3 separate regions of the Mus musculus genome follow, and regions 1 and 2 are each linked to region 3. Evidence: chromatin contacts called from public Hi-C and promoter capture Hi-C data. All regions are on one chromosome and are shown on one strand. The core of a region is the stretch at or near the end of the contact, and the rest is flanking DNA. Distances in the headings are between cores, read along the strand shown.

Region 1 (4,016 bases), core at 1,472-3,971, 560 kb before region 3:
GGTTGTGAGTGCATCCGGGAAGGCTTGCTTCTTGTACCCAACTAGGTCATCTCTCTTTACCTTTTGCTGCTGATGGTGCTTCTTCATCCTAGATCAGCATCCCTTCCATCTTCCCCAGCATTAAATCTTCCTGCCACAGAAGTGGATGCTCACAGTCAGCTAATGGATGGATCACAGGGCTCCCAATGGAGGCGCTAGAGAAAGTAGCCAAGGAGCTAAAGGGATCTGCAACCCTATAGGTGGAACAACATTATGAACTAACCAGTACCCTGGAGCTCTTGACTCTAGCTGCATATATATCAAAAGATGGCCTAGTCGGCCATCACTGGAAAGAGAGGCCCATTGGACTTGCAAACTTTATATGCCCCAGTACAGGGGAACACCAGGGCCAAAAAGGGGGAGTGGGTGGACAGGGGAGTGGGGGTGGGTGGGTATGGGGGACTTTTGGTATAGCATTGGAAATGTAAATGAGCTAAATACCTAATAAAAAATGGAAAAAAAATCTTCCTGCCAAAAAAGGGTCCCAAGACCCATACTTCATATCTTGTGTTAACAAAGGAAAAAAGAAATCACGATTGTCATCCTAAGGGGACTTGGAAATGACGTCACAGCAGCCATGTTCAGTGAATGAAAAACTCAGGCCCATGAGCTAGCTAACAGGCCTCCCCTGAGGTTCTGTGCCAGTGCAGAGCTCAGCAAGCAAGAACTGTTCTTTTAGGCAGAGAGTGCTCCTTCGGTGTTCTTAGAGGCTGGCTCTTCAGGATGTGGGTCCTGTAATAGAATTGTAGCCAATGTCTACACCTGGACAGAGCTCACTGGGTGCTACGGGTGTCCTCCTGAGAATTCAGGAGGGAGAGACAGAAAGAAGGATAGAAAAAGTGCTTAGACTTTTATGCTGGCTGTTCTGACAAGCCGTTGATGACTTTGGGACACAGCAGTTATGCAGTGGACGTCTGTCTGGCTGAGCAGCAGACACAGGCATCTGCCATGATATAGCTGCCTAGGATTCCAACACTTATTTTGAGTTTGGACTAATCTGGGGTTGCCAAATCTTCTGTCAGTGTGACATGACATTGTAGTCTATGAATGTGACAGGCCACAGTCACAGCTACATTGAGACATATGCAGCCTGAGGGCAACTGGTTGAACAAGCCTGGTTGAACTTTTTGCAATTAACCTACCTTGCCCAGATAGCCCAGGGCAAGTATTGGCATAATTCTTCATAATCCTTTGTGATAACTTTGGAGAAAATACAGAATTTGGGGCAGATTCTGAACTTGGGAGCAGAAGAGCTGGGTCTGTGTTCCCTTTAACTTTTACTGCTGCTGACCATTGGGTTTCCCAACCCCTCTTGTGTGTAGATATTTACGTGTTAGTACCTTAGGTACCACACTCAAAAACATGTGTTCTGGTGCCCCCATTCTTCTAAGCTGAGTTGTCTAGATTCTAGGAAGCCACGGGCTACAGGGCTGCAGATATAATGACAGCTCTGAGAAGAACCAGGGAAGAAACACTTCTGTGCGAAACACACGTGAGGTGATCAGACGTGATTTCTGCAAGTTGAGTGTGAGACTAAGCTGCTGAGGTGGAGGAAATGGCATTGACCGGCGTGGGGCTGACCTAACGGTGGAATGCAGAGGAACCATGAGCATCAAGCAGCTCGTGGGATGCCAGAACACCCCCTAACTTGTCTCTTTCATACATCCCTGCCTTCAGAGTGCCCCTCTCCTGGCCCTCCAATGGGCCATTGTCTCATCTTTTAATTTTCTGCTGCTTTGACCAATGGCCTTTGTATAACTTTCTACTTAGGCTTTGCCAGGCAAAGCCAAGCTCACGAACCAAGAGCACAGTTGTTTCAGCTCTGTGGTACTTAGCAAGCTGTCAGTCATAGATCTCTATATTGTTTGATCTAACCTGTACTGGCCGGTTTTGTATGTCAACTTGACACAGGCGGGAGTTATTACAGTGAAAGGAGCTTTAGTTGGGGAAGTGCCTCCATGAGATCCAGCTGTAGGGCATTTTTTCAATTAGTGATCAAGGGGGAAAGGCCCCTTTGTGGGTGGGACCATCTCTGGGCTGGTAGTCTTGGGTTCTATAAGAAAGCAAACTGAGCAAGCCAGGGGAAGCAAGCCAGTCAGGAATATCCCTCCATGGCCTCTGCATCAGCTCCTGCTTTCTGACCTGCTTGAGTTCCAGTCCTGACATCCTTTGGTGATAACAGCAGTGTGGAAGTGTAAGCTGAATAAACCCCTTCCTCGCCAACTTGCTTCTTGGTCATGATGTTTTGTCCAGAAATAGAAACTTTGAAATAAAACTAGGACAAAACATTCCATAATTTTTTAAAGTTTATTTATAATGCATATGACTGTTTTGCCTATGTGTATGTCTGTGTACCTCATTCACGTTGGGCCAGAAGAGGGTGTTGGATCCCCTGGGACTTGAGTTACAGCCATGTGAGCTGCCATGTGGTTGCTGGAAAATTAACGTGTGTCTTCTGGAAGAGCAGTCAGTGCTCTTAACCACCGAGTCATCTGGTCCCTGCAAATAAGTTGTTTAATGAGAAAAAGAAAACTTCATACTCTTTCCATGAAGACAGGAAAATTTGACTCTGTGTTCTAAGTTCAAATGGACGGGAGGAGTGATGTCTAATAAGGGCGGGTTGTCCACAGGAGCCAATGGCTCTGTCTGAGAGCCAGCTCTTTTCCTTAGTTAGCTGTTTGCCTAAAGGCTGGTTTTTCAGCTTCTGCATGTCCTGGTTCCTTGTTTGTGAAATACAGCTAGGAATGTCACAGCTCTCAGCATTGTTTTGATGACTGAATGAGTCAAATGGGAACACTTAGGTCAGTGCCTGGCACTTGGCTCTCTGAGTATTTGCTACAATAGTAATTAGTAGTCAGAGCATTAGAGTTAAGAGCACTTGTGGGTTTAAAATTTCGACTCAGTACAGTATAGTCAGAACAATAAAACAAAACAGAACAAAGAACCATTTCTCCCCTGTAGTATGTCGGTTACTAAAAATTAACTCTTCATCCCAGGGATGAACGTGGCTTTTGCTAACAGTCTCCCCTTTTCATACATACCCTCCAGAACTCGATCCTGGGATGTGCTGAGATCTCCACTGGTGCCTACAAAGAAACACAAATTCATCATATCACAGTTGCAGCTGGCTTACAAAACCAGAGATGCTGTTTCTCCATCTTCTAAGGACCCCTATGCTCAAGGTGATTTGGTACTGGTTATTCTGATGAGTTTATAGCGATGTATTAGTGGTAATGAGCAACATTTTCTTTTTTTGATATTTGGGTTTGGGTAAATGCTTGAGTAATTAAAGGGCATGTTTTGCTGGGTTCTGGGGGTTCATGCCCGCTACCCCCTGCTCAGCATGAATAATTTGCTATATGACAATAATGTATCTAATTCTGATAATAACACAGTAACTTGGGTCCTCTGTCTTCATCAGGCTGAGAACAACTGAGACTCCAAGGTCATGTGACTTAGGATTATACTACTAATTATAGGCTGGAGACTGAGTTCAGACATGCTCATCAATGCCTGGACCCTGCTTCCCAAGCTTCTCTGCGTCTGTGGGAATTATTGAGACCCTGCCTTAGCTCTTGCCAAGACCTGTGGGTGCAGAGCAGGGGACAGGGTGGATTATTCTGCTCTTTGAAATGTCTATTGGGTCAAACCTATCTGGAAACTCAGAAGCCAAGCCAGGGAGTTTTGAACATGGGGGTTATAACAGTATGGTGGGTAGGGAGGCAGCCAATCGTCCAGCATCTGGAATGAAGCCACACCACACTCTTCCCTGTGCCCCCAGCCCTCAGGCTTGGAAGAGCTCCCTGCCCCACTCCCTCCCTTCCTCCCTTCCTTCCTCTGTCCCCTCCACTAATGAATGCTATCACCTCTCCTGCCTCCCTTCTTATACCAAAAATCTCATCTCCTCCTAGACCTATATACTATAGAAACAAAACAAACAAGCAACAATAAAACCCTAAATTAACACATAATAGGTC
Region 2 (4,361 bases), core at 1,337-3,836, 590 kb after region 3:
GCACACACATGCACTCATGCACACATATGCATACTCACACACATACACACATACACACACATGCATGCACACACACACATACATACACATTGCATGCACACACATGCACAATCACAAATAATAATGAAATAGATGTCAAAAATAATTTTCAAAATGCAACAGAAGCTCAAAGATACCGATAAGAGATTCCACAATAAACGGTTTGATATCTATCTCATCTTCTTCTTCACATGTTTCTGTACTTTGGAAATGCCTCCATTAGGTGGTAAGCTCCTTCCACCCAGAGTGAACCCACATCACAGCCTTTTTCCTGTGTTTCTTTATGTTACACTTAATGGACACTTAAAAAGGCGTTCTTGACAGCTATTCTTGATTGGTCCTCGGTGCCAATGGGAAGTGACTAATGGCCACTGTCAAATGTCTCCATCCACAAAACTCTTCTGCTACCACCCCTGCCTGCTTTCACATTTTATCCCCAAAGCTCCAGGAGAACTGTCTGGCCAGCATTCCCTCAGTAACCGCCCTTATCGCTGCTACCAAACTCTCCAGCTGCAGTCCCATGCCCTTGCTCTCCATCAAAATCAAAATCTGACCCACTTCTAATCCTACAGCAAGTGGGATTTTCCACATCCTTAGTCCCTGAAAAAAAGGAGGAGCACCCACTCTCCCACTAAAGGCTCCTAAAGCCAAAGAGTTCCCAAGGAAGCCCGATCCTGCCTGGCCAAGGGGGAGGGAAACAATATTAGCAAACGACTGCCAACGGAAAGTGAGCCATGAGGAGGAAGAGTAGAAGAGAAGGCACTGAACTCACAAGAAGGTTAAAAGTGGTGGCTGCCCAGGTTGCTGCTACTTCAAAAGACTGGGGATGTGGCCTACCTTGCTGCTGGTTTACCTTAATGCTGGAACAAAGCACCCTGTTTAACAGGCAAGTTGGCGACATTTCTGAATAAACACTTTTAAAAGCTTACAGAATAAAGCAGAAGGAATGGCTGCTTCTTAGACGTCCTAACTTTCCCCGTTCCATAAGGTGGCTACTGAACCTGTCCTGTGTGCAGGGTAGTTTTATAATGTTGTCCTGTTAGCCGTAAGGCCCAGTGCAGAATAATCTTTTAGGGTTAGAGGAAAGAGTTTTGGCTTATGCATTTGGGGTGGTCTTCACGGATATGCTGTGGCTTTCATTAAACAGCCTAGGAAAGCTCTGGCAGTCCTCCAGACCTGGGCAAACACGTGTGCCCGCAGCCAGTAGCAGCGCTCTGCGTTTCAGCACCACCGCCTGTGGAGAGCGCCTCACCGCAGGGCCGGGTCAGGGACTCTCACCCTGCCCTTCTCCCATCCCCAGAGCCCTGGCTCTCCCTTACTCATTTCCTTGAGTCCCAGGGGAAAAGAAAAATCACCCCAACTTATAACTTCTCAATTTCTGCTTTTAAAGTGACCCCGCGTCCCCCTCTCAGGGGTCTAAACGCGCACACACCCTGCGCCTTTGGGTCCTAAAGCAGTAGCCTTCGAGCGGCGTGGCTTCCGCACCGGCGGCGAGAAATTTCAACCTGCGTGGACAATTACCTCTTTCCTGCCTCTCTGCTGGACCTTTATGCACGCACCCGAGACGCCTGAGCTTTCCCCCTCTCACTGTACGTCCCGAACCTCAAAAAACAAACTCGTGAAGACACGTCCCTACCCCACACACGAGCTCTCACGCACATTCAAATATCCATCTTCACACTCACACCGCAAGGATGCCGGTTGTCATCGCCGCCTTGGGCAGAACCTTGGCCAACTTGGGCCGGGATCCATCTCGCCGGCTCGTGGACCACCTCCCGAAGCAGTCGCCCCGCCCCCTCCCCTTTCCAAGGCAGCCGGAGCCAAACCTCGGCGGGGCAGTGGTACCCTTCCCTCTCCATTAGCCAACATCCACCGCTCTGGGCCACCAAAGCTACAATCTCCAAACATTGTCCGTTGAGCCTCCTGGAACCGCCAGCCAAGCCCAGTATTAGTCTCCTTGAAGCCCCAGTCCCTGCCACTGGTGTGTCGTGTGCGAGTGTTTGTGTCTCCGAGGCACATTTAACTCCTTCGAGCTTTCTGCCCATCCTAAACAAACAGCACGTTATCTTCAGCCCTTCTCCTTCCTTCTTCGCACCCCAACCTCTGCCCCTATCCCCACCCTTGCCCGCCAAGTACTCAAACCACCGCACTCCAGGGCTCTAACCAGGCGCCCCCACCCCACCCCAGAGGACACTCACCCCCCAGCCCCGCACCTCCCCCATCCCTGGCCCTCGGCGAGGCGATCTGGCCCCACGCTAGAGAAGCCTGGAAAAAACGCAGTTTGCGTCGGCTCGTGCTAGCGGGGATAGTTGGGGCTGACCTGGCACCAGCCTGATCAGCCGGCGCACCCCTCCGGAGGGGCGCACGCCTTCCTGCTCAATCGCCTTGGAAAGCCCTGATATTGGCGAGAGTAGAGCAGCGGAAGCAGCCTCCGGGGTGGGCGGGAGGACTCACCGAACATCTGAATGTGCCCTTTAGTGATGGGATTGAAGCTGCCGCAGGCCAGCAGGATAACGTGGGTCTTTGTGGTCTCGGTCATGATGGGATGAGGTCTCTCGCACTGATCCAGGGGTTGCCTCTTTTTGTGTCTCGATATGTCTGCAGACGGAGAAAGGAAGGCGAGGCTCCGGCGGTGGATGCTGTGGACTCCAAGGAGCCGCTCTAGACGCAAACCGCGTCACTCCCCGCCTCCCTTTAACGCTTGCCACTCCGGCTCGATCCAAGGCTGCTTTTGTATTGCTCTCCCTTTGGCTCTGCTTAGTCCTACTTCCTCTCTAGCTTCTTTTGCGTCACTGGTCTTGGTTCCTGACCCTATTGTTTCTACCCTCTCCACCCCACCTCACTGCATCTTACTTTATCTACAAGGAAAGGAGTGGTACCCTGGCATCCTTACAGCGTGGTTGCTGGCTATGTTCTCTCTGTGTCAAATTTCGTTTTCCTGACTCACTTTTTCTCTCCCTGTCTACATTCCCTAACATATCCGACTTCAAAAATGTTTGATTTTATGAATTTTCTTTTTCATGAGCTTTAATATTTAAAGTGACAAATGATAGGTTTTCTTTTCAATAGTGTTCATTTCGGATTTTTTGTTTTGTTTTGTTCTCCTCCCTTATTTAGTGATTCTAAACTATTGACTGGAATCCAAATCTTGACCTGTGGCTACTAAGAAAGCCCTTCTGCTAATGTTGGTCCTTTGTGTGGGTTGAATTATGGGTTTGGGCAGATATGAATGGGAAATTAGTAAGGCTAAGTATTACGAAATTCCTACATCAGCTGTCCAAGTTGAGTCAGTCACCACTCTATGCTTACTTCTTGATGCTCACTCTCTATTGGATGCTGCTGTGGACCCCGAATGATAACTGAATTAACTCACTGTCTGACAGAGCAGATTGGACGGAGTCTGAGAAAGCCTCTCTGGCTTAGACGACATTTAAGGCAGGCCTATTTAGACAAGAAGTTGTTGGTACAGAGACCCGGAGACAGGCTTCCAGTGCTTGTGAACATGAAAGGAGGGCCATATAACCAAAAGTCCTGGACAGGTGGGCAAACAGTAGTAGAGAAATGTGCACCCAGTCATCATATGGGTTTAGGATAATGGACAGGAAGTTCTTATGAGTCACTGACTTACAGTGGAATAACAAAAGGAGGCCATTGAAATCGTTAGACAGAGAGTACCATGTAATTGACATTTTTATGAGATCTCTGAGTGTTGGGAGGAAAAGAACCAAGAGGAAAATAAGAATTAGGAGAAAGTTGGCAGCCTTGGGCAGGTGGTCCTGTCCTGGGACTGCTGGGTATAGAGAGTCAGCAGCAGGGAGATGAGGCAGGGCAGGATAGATACCATAGATTTTGTAGCTTTTAGTCTTTGCGGATGGATGGGATATAGAGACGTTTGGGGAAACGCCTTAAAATTTGAGTTTAGTAAATGAATGGGCTAAGACTCTGAAAAATGAATAGGGGGAAAGGAAAGGTTTGAAGACCGGACAACTGTTCTCTTTGGATGCATTACAGAACCAGTAATTAGATTCCTGATTCAGAAGCACAAGTATTGCCTTCTTGGACGAACAGTTCCTTGCAAGAGTCAGCTCTCTCCTTCTGCATTGTGGGAACTGGGTGTTGAACCCAGGCCATCGGCCTTGGTAGTGAGTACCTTTGCCTGTTCAGCCACCGCATTAGCACTGCTCCTTACTTCTTATCTAAGAGTTTCTGGCAGGCATGCGGTTCATATTTCTTAATTTTTGCTGAATAGTAAATCAATTCCTACTGTGGAGAGATTTTCTAGTTTTCTAGTTTCTAGTTTATTACTTTGTGTGTGTGCACGT
Region 3 (3,802 bases), core at 965-3,464:
ATAGAAAAATAGATAAATAGATACATACATACATATATAGATACATAGATAGGTACATGGATAGATAGATGGATACATACATACATACATACATACATACATACATACATACATTAGATGGGTACATAGAAAGATAGATAGATAGATAGATAGATAGATAGATAGATAGATAGATAGATAGATAGATAGATAGATAGATAGACAGACAGATTCTGCACATTAAAGGAAATGTGTCTTTGTGAATCTGGTTTATTTCTTTTAACCTGATGATCTCCAGTTCTACCCATTTTCCCATAAATGCCATAATCTCATCCTTCTTTGTGGCTGAATAAAGGCATCACTTTCCCCCCATTCACCTGTCTAGACTGTTTCCATAGCTTGGCTATCATGAATTGCTGAGCAGTCCTGTGAGTATGTGAGTATATATGTCTCTCTGGTACATTCCCATGAATGGTACAATTGAATCACATGGTAGGTTTTGTTTGTTTGCTTTTCAGGGGGAATGCAACCAGGTCTTACATAACCTAGGCTGGCCTCAAACTCATGTTCCTACTTCTCCCTACCAATCACTGGGATTACAGACATGCAGTTCCACACCTGTGTGGTATTCTGTATTTAGTTTACTGAGGAACTACCATAATGATTTCCACAGTGGCTGTACCAGGATCATTCTCTTAATACATCCCCAATGGCATTTGGGGGGGGGGGGTTATCTCCTTTCAGATAACACTAGTTTTGTGTGTCAAGTTAACCTAAAACTAGTGAGAACACAGCCTTATACATTAAGAGCCCTCCTCTCCCGACCCCACCCCTTTTTGATGGGTCTCACTGTGTAGCTCAGGCTTCATGACTCTCTTTGTGAGTGGATATTTCCATTCCCAACATTCACAGGGTAACTTACAACTGTCTGTAACTCCAGTACCAGGGTACCTAGTGCCCTCTTCTGGCCTCTATGGGCACTGCATGCATGTTGTGTACAGAGATAACTATACCCACAAAATAAAATAAAGTTTAAACTTTTAAAATTAAAACGGGGGGGGGGGGGGAGAGGGAGAGAGAGAACGAAAGAGATGCACACAGGCATACAAACAACCACAATGGAGTCCAGAGCACTTTGCAAGCTAGAAAGAAAACATATTTTCCCTAAATAAAATAATAAGCATCAAGCCAGGCATGGTGGTGTACGCCTTTAATTCCAGGATAAGACTGATAAGACCGATAAGACTGTGAGAACCTGACTGAAGCCTGAAGTGCTGAGTCTTCAAGGTGAATGAAGGGTGTGGGCACCTCTTCTGGCAGATGGAAATCAACCTCACCTCCTGGGGACAGACTACCCACCCATCTTGTTGATAAATTGACTATGCCAATAAATTAATATGGATCACTCTCAAAAAAGAAAAATACTTGTTTCACTTTCAAAAGTCTTTCTTTTCTTTTTCTTTCTTTCTTTCTTTCTTTTTTTTTTTTTTTTTTTTTTCCCTAGACATGGTTTCTCTGTGTAGCCTGGCTGTCCTGGAACTCACTCTGTAGACCAGGCTGGCCTCGAACTCAGAAATCCACCTGCCTCTGCCTCCACCTCCCGAGTGCTGGGATTAAAGGTGTGCGCCACCACTGCCCAGCTTCTTTTTTCTTTTGTTTTTTGTTTGTTTGTTTTGTTTTGTTTTTTGGTTTTGGTTTTTCTGTATAGCCCTGGCTGTCCTGAACTCACTCTGTAGACCAGGCTGGCCTTGAACCCAGAAATCCTCCTGTCTCTGCCTCCCAAGTGCTGGGATTAAAGGAGCGCACAACCACCTGTGGCCTGTAATCCACTCTTAAAATCTTCTCACTTCTCCCTTTTCCTACAAGGCAATGGGCAGGACTGGAGCAGTAGTGTCAGTCTAGAGAGCCAAGTGGCTGCTAGGCAGCCACCACTGTATCACAACATCTCACATCCAATGCAAACAAGACTTGGCACTTGCAGGACTTGAACAGGAGGAGAACTCCCGGACTCAGAATAATAAGGACAGTGGGTATCCAAGAGGTGCAGGAGCTACGAGTCTTTCACAAAATAGGCTGTGGCCACACCCAAGAAGGAGCAACTAGTGCAGTCTCGGGATTCCAGCCGGTGAAGCAGCTCCCCGGCCCGACGTGGAACTACAACCCCCAGGCTCCCCGCGCGGCCCCACGTGGTCCCGCAGCCCCTGAGTTAAAAGCGCAACCGCGCTGCTCAGAGGAGATCGCGTCTCCAGTGCACAGCAGCCTAGGTGAGCGCGGCGCCACCGAGCAGAGGAGTGAAGTCAGGTACGCTGGGCAGGGTAGCTTTGGGACTGAGGGCGACCCTGCCGCCTGGGGCCAGTGACACTCGGGGATTCTTTGCAGACCCGCGTAGCCTGGCCTCCGGGAACCCTTGTCAGAATCGGTCTCTTAAGCCTTTGAGCAGAAGGGAATTTAGCCGTTAGCTCTAATACACCTATCTCTTATAGAAGAGGTTGCTTGTATTTCATGTTTTGTGTTTTTTCAATATCTCATTTCTAGTTTGCCAAGTATTTCTCAAGTCATTCTCCTTGTTCGGAACTACATCACTTCCCCCTCCTCCCTTTTAAAACTTGGCGGTTTTAAATTTAAGCCAACTTTTGTCTGTAATTTGGCATTCCTTCACATGGATGAGGTCTCCAGGGATCTACCCTCTCCCCGGCGTTTCAACAAGAACATCCCAAGCTCACTTTAAGTCATGGGTGCGAGAGCACTGTGATTATTTGCTCTTAATTCAAATATGAAATATTTCAAAGCATAATATTCCCAAGTTGATCTTGTATCTCAAACTGGCCGCAGACTCTGAGCCTCCTGCCTCCAAGGGGCTTGCAGTGTTGAACAGAAATGAGCTTCTATCCTGCTTATAACGCTGGGATTTTTAATGAAAAGTAACAGTTCAGGAGGAAATCTGAAGTTAAACAATTTCCTATTTGGAGGATCAAGAAATCCTCTTTTCTCTTCTCTTTTCTGTGACTAGGTATCTCTATGATGTAGCCCTGGCTGTCCTGAAACTACAAGTAGACCAGGCTGGCCTTGCTCACGGATCTAATGTTGGGATCAAAGATGTGTGTTGCCATGCTCTGCTGAATCCTCTGGGTTTTGTTGTTTTGATGATTTTGTTTGTTTGTTTTTCGAGACAGGGTTTCTCTGTATAGCCCTGGCTATCCTGGAATTCACTCTGTAGACCAGGCTGGCCTCGAACTCAGAAATCCACCTGCCTCTGCCTCCCGAGTGCTGGGATTAAAGGCGTGCGCCACCATGCCCGGCTTGTTTTGATGTCCTTGAAACTGGGTCTTAAGTAACTCAGGCTGGTCTCCGCTGTCAGCCTGTGGTCAGCCACAGATGGGTTTGAACTCCCAACCCTCCTGCCTCCACCTCCCAGATGCTGGTCTTCAGATGCATAGCAATTCCTTGACTCTTAGAGTGAGTTTGAAAAGTGAGCTACACTGAAGGGATTGAAGTGGGAGACAGATGCTCTGAAGCAAAGATAAGCCACGGGGGAAACAGGCAGTGGCCTCGGGAATGTTTTTGAACAGTGGAGCTGGTACACTGTAGGCATAAAGAAACCTTCCCAGCTGGGCAGTGGTGGCGCATGCCTATAATCCCAGCACTCGGGAGGCAGAGGCAGGCGAATTTCTGAGTTCGAGGCCAGCCTGGTCTACAGAGTGAGTTCCAGGACAGCCAAGGCTAGACAGAGAAACCCTGGAGGCATAAAGAAACCTTCCCAGCAGGCCAGGAAGTTGATGTCATCTGACTAGGATAGAGACAAGATTAGAAATGTGGGTGTTCT

What was found. Promoter capture Hi-C pulls out the DNA fragments that hold promoters and counts their contacts. A called contact is a pair of places that touch in the nucleus more often than the background predicts.
Region 1: a Hi-C map of uterus shows a contact between it and region 3, with 3 times the contacts expected there. The contact joins the enhancer-like site here to the promoter of Npl in region 3. A contact is called at or near these places in 1 of 484 Hi-C or Micro-C datasets (uterus) and 3 of 115 datasets of contacts at active chromatin or transcription factors (bone marrow-derived macrophages, embryonic stem cells and extraembryonic endoderm stem cells).
Region 2: a contact with region 3 is called in a promoter capture Hi-C map of pre-B cells. The contact joins the promoter of Nmnat2 here to the promoter of Npl in region 3. A contact is called at or near these places in 4 of 39 promoter capture datasets (cranial neural crest, embryonic stem cells, liver and 1 more).

What each region holds. Positions count from the first base shown.
Region 1 is chr1:154,111,401-154,115,416 of GRCm38.p6, reverse strand. Gm46165 (a long non-coding RNA gene) reads right to left here. Exons shown (of 4, transcript XR_001779496.2): 3 at 3,081-3,125; 4 at 2,508-2,538. It overlaps LOC108167736 (a long non-coding RNA gene), which reads left to right. Exons shown (of 4, transcript NR_168298.1): 2 at 3,088-3,221. Among named protein-coding and RNA genes, the nearest start is that of Gm46165, 50 kb to the right of the region's middle. Within about 2 kb of position 2,721, at least 44 of the 459 cell types and tissues checked have an H3K27ac peak or open chromatin away from gene starts, as enhancers often do. A contact at or near this core is called in uterus, where this site is marked.
Region 2 is chr1:152,953,326-152,957,686 of GRCm38.p6, reverse strand. Nmnat2 (nicotinamide nucleotide adenylyltransferase 2) reads right to left here and starts at 2,586. Exons shown (of 11, transcript NM_175460.3): 1 at 2,494-2,586. The coding sequence starts at 2,578.
Region 3 is chr1:153,548,126-153,551,927 of GRCm38.p6, reverse strand. It overlaps Npl (N-acetylneuraminate pyruvate lyase), which reads left to right and starts at 2,214. Exons shown (of 12, transcript NM_028749.1): 1 at 2,214-2,280.